Regions from separate parts of the Gasterosteus aculeatus genome. Here region 1 is linked to region 2. Evidence: chromatin contacts called from public Hi-C data. All regions are on one chromosome and are shown on one strand. The core of a region is the stretch at or near the end of the contact, and the rest is flanking DNA. Distances in the headings are between cores, read along the strand shown. Region 1 holds the start of LOC120816200. Region 2 overlaps LOC120816195 (receptor-type tyrosine-protein phosphatase mu).

The links. A called contact is a pair of places that touch in the nucleus more often than the background predicts.
Region 1: a Hi-C map of skeletal muscle shows a contact between it and region 2, with 3 times the contacts expected there. The contact joins the promoter of LOC120816200 here to the enhancer-like site in region 2. A contact is called at or near these places in 3 of 6 Hi-C or Micro-C datasets (skeletal muscle and tail fin).

The regions. Positions count from the first base shown.
Region 1 is chr3:12,554,519-12,561,392 of fGasAcu3.hap1.1, forward strand. It overlaps LOC120816200, which reads right to left and starts at 3,710. Exons shown (of 1, transcript XM_040171661.2): 1 at 531-3,710. The coding sequence starts at 1,704. The coding sequence ends at 805. It overlaps rheb (Ras homolog, mTORC1 binding), which reads left to right and starts at 2,546. Exons shown (of 9, transcript XM_040170948.2): 1 at 2,546-2,621.
Region 2 is chr3:12,426,246-12,433,212 of fGasAcu3.hap1.1, forward strand. It overlaps LOC120816195 (receptor-type tyrosine-protein phosphatase mu), which reads right to left. Exons shown (of 32, transcript XM_078099378.1): 28 at 5,848-5,979; 29 at 3,876-4,001; 30 at 2,878-3,041; 31 at 2,569-2,704; 32 at 1,182-2,151. The coding sequence ends at 2,098. Among protein-coding and RNA genes, the nearest start is that of LOC120816197, 18 kb to the left of the region's middle. Within about 2 kb of position 2,931, at least 2 of the 9 cell types and tissues checked have open chromatin away from gene starts, as enhancers often do.

The sequences.
Region 1 (6,874 bases), core at 2,460-4,959, 130 kb after region 2:
ATGTCCAAGCTACCTGAGCTTTAAAAACATTGATTGTTTTAAAAAAAAAAAAGTTTTTAATTGAATTGAATAATTTGTTCCACAGTAGTCCCCGCTTTTAGAGAAACAATTTTCAATCAAGTTTTTTTTTTTTTTTTCATCGCTTCAAATGCTTTGTGTGACACCCGACAGCCTCAGAGGAGCCGTCGCCCCACACGGCACTGCTCTGATCTGATGGAGTGGAACAACTATTAATCAGATTTTAAGTCCCAGTTGTGTTGTGTTTTATTATTTTGCAGATCTTAAGCCCCCCCCCCCCCCCCCTCCTTCATTCTTTCCACTGACTTTACACACCGGATCCCCATGACCTGAATTCAACAAAGCGGCTGGTGATGTGCAACCGAATTTACCCCCCATGCTCCCTCTCTGCCAGAGGCCAAACCAGATCAACTGACCGGTAATCAGCCCCCAAATGTAGATCTGTGTGAGCCAAGTGACTTGTCCTGAACCCTTTGCTGTAGATTAACAAATGTTTACACATGACACAGAGGTTACTTTAATTAGTTTTTAATTTAACCCAGCTTTCACATTACACATTAAAAAAACAAACAGGAAATCACAGTACCAATGAGTGCTGGTAATCATTTTTGTTGACTGATGGTATCTTAATACGATAATGCCTTTCAGGGCGAAAGACATGGCTCACAGCATGACTGCCACGTGCCGACTGGTGCCAACATCCCATTAGGACTCTTTTAGATGCAGACTCACGCATGTACACACACACACACACTCACACACAAATGCACACACAGCAGGAGTCCCTCACGTGGGCTTGAGGTAGTTATAGAGGGCACTGAGTCCCCCTTGCAGCACCTCCTGGATAGGCTTGAGGAGGGGGTTGTGGATGATATGAAGGCCTTTATCCATTGGGTGGCAGGCCAACCTGCCGAGCCTGCTCAGTAGGTACATTTCCATCGGCACATTTTGCAGATCATTGAAGTCAACATTGAGAAGTTCTAAAGACTCCATGAAGCACAGCGTCTTAGGCAGTGAGTGGATACTGTTTCCCTCCACGATGAGGATCTTCAGGTTAACCAAATCCTGGATCTGGTCCGCAATGGTCTCCAGACGGTTGCAAGCCAGATGGAGGAAAACCAGGCCCTTCATGCTGTAGACGCAGGCGGGGATGTGTGTGATGCGGTTGTGGCTGAGATTGAGTTTGGTCAGGTTGCGCATGGCCGCCAGGCTGCCGGGGAGGCCCGTGATCTGGTTGTTGGCCAGACTGAGCACCTCCAGGCAGGTACAGGAGCCGAGCTCCTCTGGGACCTCGCTCAGGCGGTTGCGGCAGGCGAAAAGCACGCGCAGCTTCTTCAGGAGGCTGATCTCCGCCGGGAGGCTGGACAGGTTGTTACCCCACAAGTTCAAGATCACCAGATTGTCCAAAGCGCCCAGAGCAGGGGGCAGAGAGCACAGGCAATTCATGGACAAGTTTAGCTTTTGCAGCTCTCGCAGCTCCCAAAGCTCAGAAGGGGTTTGATCGAGGGCCCGCATGGCCAGGCTGAGGGTGCTGTAGCCAAAGTGCACCGTGGTGTTTCTACGGATTCTCTCGGCAGCCGAGGAAAGGCTGGGCTGGTCGTCTCTCCCGGATCCCTTCCCGCTTTGACCGGCACTTCCGTCGTTCAGCTCCTTGCTGGAGAAACTGCGAGATTGCCTCGCGCCCATCGTGATTCTGTCAACCTATAGCGAGATGTTAGCCTGCAGTTAGCTGATCACCAACAACAAGAAGACCACTATGGCCGATGGCTGCTGATGGATCTCCAACGTTCTTGAAACGGCCACGCAGAGCATGATCAGTCCCACGCGTTGTCGCCGACGTGCTGACGGTTTAGCCGAATCCTGACTGCGTTTTATCTCCTCGAGAAGACTCGCAGGTTGCTGTGTTTTGAGCGCTGTGGGGGCTCGTGGTCTGCCTCTGCCGGACCAACTGCCTGTCTTACTGGATTTCATACCCCAGCTGGTCCTGTCACTTTGCATGTCCGCAGATAGCCCCCTGCTCCCCTCCCACTACTGCGGGGCCGAGCCGGGGATAGGATGCGGGGTGAGCTCAATCAGACGACGTCATTGGCGCAATCACACGACGTACCGCACGGAAATACACAGCCGCTCACGTGGTGCACATTATACTGTTAACTACACCTGTTGTGTTCTCTATGTGTATTGCATCGTGCAGCTAAAATAATTGAGATATTTGAAATACCAGGGCTGGCCAACCCTAATCTTTCCATTCTTTTTTCGCGTGGTGTCGGTCGCTGATCTCTTGAATGTGGCACCAAGCCGGCAGCCGTTAAAACACTGAATCATCTCTCAAAAAAGCCACAGTTCTTAAAGGTATTAGTGGAACTATATGCAGAGACATGTGCTAGTATAATCTCAAGTGCAAAAGGACATGGAACATTCCGTTGTGTTCCTAGAAAACTCTGCTGCTATTTCAAATCTTATTCATGTGGCGCCGAGAGGACAGTCTCTCTTTGTGTACACGTGTTCACTGTAGAGCATTTGCATTTTTGAACTTGTCTTTGCCCGAAGCAACTTGCACACTGAGGCGAAAAGTTCTTCACGCTTGTTTTCTGAAGAGTTTTGTAAGTACCTGAATGCTTTTTGCTTGTCATTTTAAAATGTAAAATATCATTTTAGAACATAAGATTACTACCGTGTGCGTTTGCCTGATCAGGCCACAGCCATGCAGGCGGTGGAAATATCCCATCATGCATCTGTTCAGAGGCAGAGACATCTGGACAAATACATTCACACCCACAGTACCACAGGGAGTATTTCCATTTCCTGCTACTTTATACACCTATTACACTGTGATTCAGAGCATGATATTGTCTTGTGTCAATTGAAGCAGACTCATCCCAAATGGTTGACTCCATCTCAGCATTAAACTTGCAACGTTCAGGACAGATATACAACAGCTAATGGCATGTTGAACCAATGCTACGCCTTTTTAAAACTGTTTTTAAGATAGATTTAGTGAGGTATGTCAATATTAACAGCAACGTTGATGTTGTTTCATTAAAATACTAAAGTATTATCGTTATCATTGTGCTCCCTCCACCAGTGTCCATTTGAACAATAGGAGGATAACCGCGGTATCTGGAGGAAAACTTAGCAGCCTGCACATTGTAGAGCCCAAGCCAGCCTGTTTTGAAGTAATGTCCCTCCTTGTGTGAGGCAACAGCGCTGAACACGCACAGAAGTCAAGTTGTTTTTAGCTCCACTTTAAAAATGGGTTTGCAAAGAGTTTTACAATCATGTTACGCATTCTACCCTTACGGGTTGAATTCAGATAAAGCAAAAAGAAAACTGATAGACGTACGACAGAGCAACAGAGGACGAACCACCCTTGCAGCATAGATAGACATTTAATAGACATGTACACCGTGTACAGTACAGAGTGTACACTTAGCTCCTCTGCCATACTGCTAGTACTGTGCACTGTAACACGATTCAACCCTGTTAACATGATAATCCTTTATTTTGATTGTTACAGTCATACCTTGATACTCTACTTTCACTTTTGTATTCCCCTCTATGGTATGTTTTATTTGGTCTGTTCATTGGGATTGTTGACGTTAGTTTCTCAAAATCAACAATGTACTTCAAATTTATTTTTATGGCACCGATTGTTTTTTAAAGGGGTGTCAGTCAAGCAAGATTTTTACGATGCGCAGTAAACAACATATATAGACTGCATGTTATCAGTGTAAATGGGAACTTGGAATTGATCCATTTTCCTGGACAGAATCATAAAGTCTGACCAGGACTTGGAGTGGCCTTAGTCATCGTTCTTCTCCCAGCCCAGTAATCAAAGTACCTGGATGACAGTTAGCAGTGATATCCAGCTCTGGGGACTCGGTGGCTCCGCTCTGAGCACGGCTACATCAGCACTTATGAATGACGGGTTGAATTGGTCACCGGAGGGGTCGGGCTGTTGGGGTTGCATTGCCGATTCCGGCAGCTGCTTGTGCAGCATGTCTCTTTGGACAGATTGCATTGAATGTTGACACATTCATATCTAACTTTGTGTGGAAACTGTCTTCTAGCTGACACTTTATCACAGTCACAACCCCGAGAATGTGCAGTTCTCGTGTATATGTGTGCTGCGCCTAATTTCACAAACAGCAGGAATGCTGTATCCTGCCATCCTCTATTTATATGAAAAATGACACCTCAGCTGTAACCATTAGAGCCCTCCCCCCCAGTGCAAACACATCCCCACAGTGGCAACATGAGGCTCAGAACACATGCTGTCAAACATGCAGTAAACTCCTGGCTTCGTATGCATATCAATCTTTGCGGCTTAATTGTAGCACTGCAAAGAAAAGCTAAGATGGCTTGACGGATGGAGGTGGGATGGAAGCTGGATGGGTCGTGGATGAATGGACGGAGTGAATAATGCTCATTTCTGTGATGGAGAGATGTCATCATGACATACTTCCCCATAACACACCGTCACCTAGCACTCCGTCGTAATCCTGTGAGGCATACATCTTCATTTGGTGCTGCTTTTTTATCCCGGGCATGTTTTTTTTTTTTGTTCTCCAAATGAATCTTACTTTCTACCGGAGGAACAGATGTGCGGAAACAGCTTGAGCTTTGATTTACAAGGAAATAGGATTCACCAATCCTATCGGTTTCACGACACCTCCATACAGAGTCCCATTAGAACCAAATGAGGATGAGTTATTCACTCTGAGAACAGTTACACCCTCCAGTCCTCAGGGTGAAAAAAATGGTCTCATTTGAGAAAGCTCATCTGCTTATGTGGCACTATAATGACTCTGGATGAGCTACCTTTAGAGACCCAGGTTCAAGATATATACCATTATCACTTGCTCATTACTGTGGAGGCTCCCAGGGCTGACACATGATATATGGCCCCGCTGCCACCAAATCTGCCCGTAGGTGTCTCTCCACTGTTGAAATGTAAGGAGTACCTGCCAAGACCTGAGGCTCTGTCGACTCCATATTGCAGACCTGCTCCCTGAAGCCAGCACTCATATTGAAGAATATGTTCCCTCCTCAGACAAAAAGCAAGACAGGATTAGATCCAAGAGACAAGAAAGATGCATTTTGCAAGCTTATTGAGTATTCCAGACCAAATTAGTGCCATGAAATGAGACAGAGCATGCGAATGGGGTGGATGACGAGCCACCTGAGAAGATAATCGTCTATTATTCAGCAGGTGCAGATGTGAATATTCACACCACTGGACACTTTCCACTTTCCTTTTGTGCACGCGCGCGCATCCCCCTGGCTAATGGAGCCTGCGGAAGCAGCCCTGTATTTTAGTCAAAAATTGAGGACATGTCAAAAATTTGATTTGCCATCTGGAAATTGGCTGCAACAGTGCTGGGCCCAGATCTGCAGGTGACACAAAGGATCTACTTAGCAATGCAAATTAGTGGGGAGGAAATCTGAGGGAGTGTCCAACAAGTCAGTTTGGAGACTGAACACGAGGCCAAGAACATTTCACTGGGGTTGCCTCTGGCTGTTTGTGCAAACTGTCGCTATGGTAATGACTATTAATCAAGGCAGTCTTATTAAATTCAAGCCTACCGTGAAGACACATTGGTGCTAAAAGCACAAACACAAATACATGACCATTCTGCAGTATTTTTCACCTCCGTATTAACTAACTCAAGCACCTCCGCTGAGTATCTGGTAATCTCCTAATTTCTCTCCCCAGGCCACAGGCCAGGTATCTGTAGTTAGATCTGCAGCGAAGCAGCCAGATTCATCTTCAGATAAACTGGGACAACATGACGAATAGACAATAAAGGCACCCGGGGGAGAGAGCTATCCGGGTTAACTCCGCCGCATAAAGACACTATTTGTGATGATGGCTGGAATCAACGGGGAAGTGCAGTGAGCAAAGCTGCGCTCCAAAGTGACCAAATCAAGTCCCGACTTTGCTGATGCAGCAGATGGGGCGTACGAACCAATTGTGGCTGTGACAACAACCGGCATGGGTGATGAAGTACCAGCGAGCAGTCTATCTGGGTCTCACCTGCTCACTGCTTCTCCAACAGGCCACTGAGTGTCGGCCAGAAACAGTTGGTACAGCGAGCGCAGTCGCAGAGGAATCATGATGAGACAAGCCGTCAATGCTTTGGGACGCCAACGAGGTCCATCGATTTGTATGAGCCTGACCTCGTCACTCCCTGAAAGCTCAGCAGAGGCCGAGGAGGGAGAGCAATGAGCAATGTAAAACAATCAGAATCAGAATATATGTGAGTGTTTTTCTTAATGTACACAACAAGTGCATTGGTGTGGCGTGCACAGGGTGCTGCGGGGAGAGCGGAGGGATTCATCTCCCAGGTCACACGTTCAGATCTACGCTGACAGTGACAATATTTACATGTTGAAAAACTATACTTAGAGGCAAAAAAATTCAAAGATACAGATAGACTGAATGATTCGTGTCCCAGATTTTTCCTGACCTGGATAATGTTAAGTGTTGATCATGGTGTCAGCCTGCCGAAAGAAACTGATATTGCGTCTGGCTGTTTTTCCGTACATTGCTCTGTAGCGCCTACCAGAGGGAAGAAGCCGAGTCCAACATTTTGGACTCGGTTTTCAGTCGAATTCATTTTTCCTTTGGTTGTATTTCCAACAAATTATTTATGTGTTTCTTATTTTACATGGCTGAGTGTCCAAATGTGACCTCACTATAAAATGTTTGGAACATAGTCCCAAAAGTCCAGACAGCCACGCTCTACAGATCGTACACTCGGTTTGTGGCTCGGGTTCTTACGTGATGCACCGCCAGCCAACGGAGTCTGGGACTGACTTGGCAGCAACGCCATTGTTACTTCAAAAAGCCATC
Region 2 (6,967 bases), core at 1,681-4,180:
GTTAGAATCTAAAGGTGTTGCCTTCGATTCCAATCTCCCATAGTGCGGATGTGCCAGATAAAAAGCACTTCATATTTCTTCAAGGTTAATACGTGTGCGTCTTGTTTAAAAAGTAATTCGGGGAGCAGCTTTTCAATGTGACCTATGCCAGTACACCAGCACTTACCTCAGCCTGTGTTAGCAATAAATTACCAATGATTACCCCCCGACGATCAATCGCAGAGCCGCTCTATTGGAGAGCTTTTAAGGCTGCTATTACAAGTGTACATTATAATACGTACACAGGGGAGTAATACAAGGCCTTTATTTGAGGATGGTCATTTGACCAAAACAATCACAACACAATCCGGACCTGACATCGGTTCAACAGTTTGATGTAACCTTTTAAAGTAGGTTTAGAATAACATCTGTTTCAACGTCTGTGTATCACCTATTTGTTGTAAGTGGTTGCCGTTGTGTATAGAGTTGTGCCAGTATGGCGGATTATTGCAGAAAGTAAATAGCCCACCGATTGAATGTAATTGGTGCGCTATAAACTGACTACTTGTTAGCAACAGCGTTTTTTAAGACACTTTAAAGCTTCACAATGCACGAGGTACGTATTTACGTGTTTTATATCAAGAGCCAGTGTTTGCTCCATAAACATGGAGGAGTCTATGACAAGAACCCGCTTCCGATGTGACCATGATGGGCTAGTTCTAAACTAAAACACAACCATTCTTTGTTTCAGGTACTTACACGGCCATGAAAAATAGTTATAAATATTAGATTCACTTTCTGCTGATACGTCCTTGTCCTCAACACTAATCCTTTGAAGGATCTCAGATATTTTTTATTATAGGTTCATACATTTTATGATTTTAGATAAAAATACGTATTTTGACCATGTACTAAACGGCAGCAAAAGGGGGTTCTTGTTTTGTGACTGTACCTCCTATGAGAACAAATATACCTCAAAACAATTATTTAAATTAAAAACTATTTGCAAGATTAGAGGAAAGCCCCCGTCCATGTAGTAGCACATCCTAAGTTATTATCAGGAAAACAGCTCAATACCGTGGCGCCGTTAAAAGTTGTGAGCAGGGAAGTGATTGTGTTATTCCCCATCTCCCCATCAGATGTCCCCCTAAAGTCATCTTTTACAGCTGCCCTCACAAGGCAAAAAATACTTCAATTCAATGTTTACATTGCAGATACATTTATATAATACCTTGTTTTCTTTACAGTGGAATTGATCACAGAAGTGACCGAAAGAAAAGCACACAATACAGTCAATAAACCAAACCTATAGAACATATGATTGTCACTTACTGCGAGTCACAAAAAAAGTACATACTGTGAATAAATAATCTACAGAAATATGTACAATATGCACAACAAGAATTCAAATGAAAGAGCAAATAAAGCTTTGGATCCCTGTACAGAAAATAAGGAAAGCAGATGTAGACTGAGCCAGCTGTCCCAAACACACAGTATCAAGCAATAATCATCTAGCAGTCAGACATTTACAAGACATTAAGTAACATCTAGGCTTTGCTTTCCTGCGTTTAATGACCTATAATACTGAGCAAAAAAAAAACCAAACAAAAAAACTAAAGCCAGAGATAATAAAATGAACACGTTAACGCTATGTACAGTGCATCGCATTCCACGCAAAACTGGAGAATATTTAATGCTCACAGTCCAATGAGGATCAAGGACTACAGGCGGCTGAGAGAGAGAGAGAGAGAGAGAGATGCAGGCAGAGAGAAAGAGGGATCCAGAGAGGAGGAGACTCACAGCAGAGGAGAAAAAAAAAAAAAAAAGACCCTCTTTGTGCTTCAGCCGGCTTCCTCAGCTGTCGCCGACAGACACAGGCCGCGATAATTAACACCACACAACTCTGTTACCTTTCCCCGCCAAAAAAGAAGAGACCTGGTTCAAAAAAAGGGGCGGCCGCGTGTATGGTTGTGTGCATACCTCGCTCCTTGTCGAAGTTAGTAAAACACACACAGACACACACACACAGGCGCACATAGCACAATGCACACATGTGAGCTGCGGCCTTCTGTGGCGTCGCAAAATGTCCGAGTCTCTGGTGGCTTCAGCGGCGCCGAGTTACCCAGAGTTCAAGTACTCCAGTGCGACTTCGTAGCAAAACTTGTACTGGTCCTACGAGACGAGAGGAAACAAAGCAAAACATCAGAGAGGCGCACATGGCCGCATCAACCTGCTAGAGTGTTTGACACACAAACGCTTTAACCTCTTGTGTTGACCCAGTTTAAATGAATCAAACCATCTACTGCGATCAGCAAATGGATTGGATGGACAATATCTCGATGCAGGTACTTGGAAAGTTGGGGAACAACAAGTGAAGATCCATTATATTAGTGCAAAACGGACAGGATCGGAAACGATCGGAAATGCGCAGAATTTAGTAGAAGCATTTACCGTGGTTATCAAAGTTCCCAAACTTTGTTGAAATAATATAAATTGCTGTACCATTCCCATGAAATAGCATCTGGTGGATTGGAAGGTTATAATTAACTCAAAAGAGTCAGATCAAAGTGCTGCTGCAATGCTGCTCACCAGTAGGTCCACCATGTTGGGTTTATTGTTCCTCAGTGTTTTGACGGCGTGGAAAACATCCACAGAGCGCTGATGCTGAAGCATCTCACACACAATGCTGATGGCACAGAATGTCCCGCTTCGACCGCCTCCATTCCTAGAGATCACAAACAAGCCAAGCATTAAACAAATATAATGTGAGTTGCATTTAGTACAGGAAGCTATTTGACAATCAAGCTGATGAGGAGTTTTTGATGCAAGGAGGCTCTTCAGTCAGTAGGTGGAGCTGTTTCATTCTTAATGGCAGTGCTGAGTGAAGCGACGACTTACAGACAATGGACCACAGTGCGTCCCTCGCCTCCGTCGTACTCTTCCTGCCACTTGTCCACCTGTCGAATCAGCTTGAGGAAGGAGCGCTTGGACATGGGCGTGTCTCTGTACATGGGCCAGCCCAGGAACTGGAACTGCTGCACCATCCGGTAGCCGTCCTGAGGCTGGAAGGGAAGGGGGATGCACAGGTTATCCCAGGTTAAGAGGTCGAGAGGAGGTGGGGTTAATCGCTGCGGTGAAACCACGCAATCCGACCGTAAAGATGCGACTAAGCTAAGCCTCGGTGGGGACAAGCAGGACGAGGGGATTCACATCAAGAGATGAATAGACGGGTTGATAGATGAGCACGGTCTCAGCTGGAGACGGATACTTAAGAACTACAGACACTCTGAATCACACTCCGACACGAGGATCGATAGCACTTGTTGCTGATCATGTGTGATTGGATTGTATTCCAGTTAACACGGCGGGGGGGGCGGCCTTGGGACACGCTCATATGAGGAGAGATCACAGACAACTGTGGGCAAACTGTAACAGTAAGGAGCTTACGCAGGTGACTGCAGGTCAGGTCCCTTACTGGGCAGTGATGATGGTTGCTCAACGTTAATTAAACAGGATCAATGTGAGCGGTCACGATTCTTTTTTGTGAAATATGCTTGAAATAAAATATGGAAAAAAAACTGTTTGGTTGAGCTGCTTGGCAATTAAACGTGCAACCAAAGGTCATAAGTAGCTTTATTGTGGCGGGGCACAGGAGCACTGGTTCCCAACCTCATTGGCTCATGTCCCTTCAAATCAGAGCAATTGTTGGAAGCCCGAAAGCATCTAAAAAGTGAATATATAGAGAAAATATCCTCTGACATCATCCTCTTGTGAACCGTTTGGTGGGAACCAGAATAACAAGGTGATTTCTAGAAACCACGCCGTGTTTGTTCTTCTTTTCGACTAAACCGGCGACTTCCCGTGTGTGGAGCGTGGTCGCCATGGTGTCACCGTACCCGAGCTGCGTTGTAAATCCGAAATATTCTGCTGATGATGTCCTCCTCCAGGTCGGCAGAGACAAACTCCACCTGGATGGGTCCGTGGCGGTGGACTCCGTTTTCAGGCCAGTACTGTGGGCACAACTAAACAGAACAGGCACGTACATGTACACGCACACACACACGCACACACACACACACACACACGGACGCAAACAAAGAGAAAAAAAACATAAAATGGAGAAGGATTCATTAGTTTTGGAGTCAAAATAATACCAACTGAAGACAGTGACATTGATTTCACCTCCTCATACAAAAATGCTCAAGAGTTTTCTGTGGGATTACAAGGAGGACGTGACTGATGAAGTAGGGAGAGCAAAGGGGAATTGATTGAATGTGAACCGCTTTCTTTTTAGAATTGATGAATTGATTCAGTGCAGAAGGAACTTCAGACAAAAGTCGGGATACATTTTGAAAAGAGCAAAAGACACAGATGTGTTGTAGCGACGGCAGTCTCCTGATCCAATAACCATTTTTTAAAGAAATAAGACACAAATTCCAGGAAAGAGCCTTGATATTTTTTTATCTCCAGAGAAACAGACAAACACGCGCGCACTTTCTCCTGCTTAAAAACCATGAAAAAAAGTATTTTTTAGGCTTAGAGAAAATCTCATAATCTGCTGTGTGCGGATGAAAGGTAATTAAAAGAAGAAGACATATTAAAAGATGGTTGATATAAAAGTAATTGGACATTTACCACTGATAACCACTACTACACTACATTACGTTGAGCTTTTCAAACAGCTTTCCACACAATCAGTCGTAAACAATGGCGATCAGATGTTACAGACGACAAATAACAATATTAATTTTTTTGTTATGTTTAGATGCCCCCTTGAGATTTTGGATGTTTGTCTCACTATCCTTCAACAGTTGCAAGTATACGATCGGTAAATCAATTGAAAAGGCAATACAAAATAATCGATGGCGTTATTGAGTGCAAAATAAATAAACCCCACGGGACAGCATCGCGAGAGCTTCAAAACCTCCTCCATCAACCCCCCTGGGGAGAGAAAAGCCCAGTGAGGAACAAGCACCTGCAGAGCCCACCGCTGGCCTCACAGCACTTAATCAGACAAGTGGAAGTGTGCACGCACAGATGGACAGATTCCGCACAGACATGCACAGCGATAACAGCCCGTGCGTGTAAATGGACGCACACATTTAGGCTTTCTTTGTCTAACGCAGGTTAAAAAAGCCCCAGCGGGTTTACGGCCCGTGTGGCAGGAAGAGCACCGCTTTCCAGCTTCCCAGCTTTCCTTCAGAGCATTCTCCAAATCTGACAAAGTCAAGATGCAAAACACAAAGATGCTGATGGAGAAGATAGTAAGCCTCCACCTCCCTCGCCTCCATCTACCCCCCCGTTTCCTCCCTTCATACCTGTGCTGTTTCCTTGGCTGGCTGGCTACAGTGAGAATATTGAATGAAAGGCCTTCTCTTTTCAGCCAGTCAGCCAACCAGTCAGTCAGTCAGTCACCTAGGGAAGGTGAGGGGGGGGGGATTTGGATGGGGGGAGCGAGCCTGGCTTGAGGCTTTGATCCGAGGGTGTTATGACAGAGCCTCGGGCTGAGAAAAGCTGCATAGGCTCTTCCACGGGCCTGTCTCTCCATCTACCCCAAACTTTCATGGCAAGTCCTCCTCCCACTCCGCGGCATCCACCTCATTTCTAACACATATTGCGTATATGTTGCATTGTTTTCCAGTAGAGTCACATTTATGTTTCCACCCCCCCTAAGTCCATTCTGGAAGAAAACAAAAAAGCAATCCTTCTCTGAATCCCCGTTCCCACGCTGTCCTCTTGTGTTTCTTTATTAGATACAGAAAGGCGCCACCTCATCTGTTTGTCAGCGTGCTTCTTGCGACGTGCCTGAAGGATTATTTCCGTGTATTGCACACGTGTGTTCATGCGCGCATATCAGGTCGGGTTTACCTGGGCCGGATCGACGTCGTTGAGCATTACTATGGATGTGCAGTGGTAATCCAGCACCAATCTCCAGAAGTCCTTCACTGTGTTGGGTAACGGGTGCTGGGTCACTATGAATGCAGAGGGCTGCTTGTAACTCTGGAGGAAGGAAAGGTGGAAAGATTTGAAACACTGCCGCCACATACACCTCGTGCATATCATACGGCACGCAGCATGACTATTTACCAAGAATGAAACCAATAACGTTTTAAAATGACCTGCCTCACTGTTTTTGTTACATCCCGACAGAAAAAGACAAAGGACAAAAAAAGGACTGCACGCGCCTGTCTACCTGACTACGTGCACTTACTGTCCATCAGTGGAGTCTTGCACATGCATCCAGCTAAACAGCTGTGTGTACGACTGCTCATCGTTTACTGGCTTTTAAAGGAGGACTGAAACAGGCTGTCAGTGCTTTATTAGAAATAGCTTTCTTTCAAAGCCCTTTTAATAGTTGACAAAACAATCACACCTGTATGTCTATTTATTAGCATGTCGCGTCCTCAATGATGGTGACATTGTTTGTGTTGAGATTGTTTCTCAATTCTACCGTTTCTAATGTCAAAATAGTAAAAAGAGGAAGAAGTCCATAACGCATGAAGTAAAAAGGGAAGGTGTAACATCTACAATTCCATGACAACTGGCAATCTTTATCTGATAAATGTGATTACAAACTTGAGGACAGAAATAACATTAACCTTAAATTAAAATTTGACCCTCACCTCAACGGTTAATGGTGTAAAAAATGATTTTATCACATAGAGAGACTTGAGACGTGAATAAAAACCAGACACCTGAATATCTTTGCTTTCAATGTGCCTGTCAAGGCTCAAGTCCCTCGTTTTGTGACAAAGGTCAGACTGAATTATACTCCATACACTTATTTTCAACATCTCTTCCTACATAAAGCAAAGTTAATTTCAATGAAAAAATCCCTTTGATTTGTTAATGCCTTCACTTTTGTGGGCGGCTTGTAAAGGGGGCTTTTGATCTATTTCATATCACGCATTCCTTCCTCTGATGCTTCTCCCTGCATCCCGAGCTACAGCGTGAACAACGAGCCCTGCGACTCGTAGTGAACGAATCA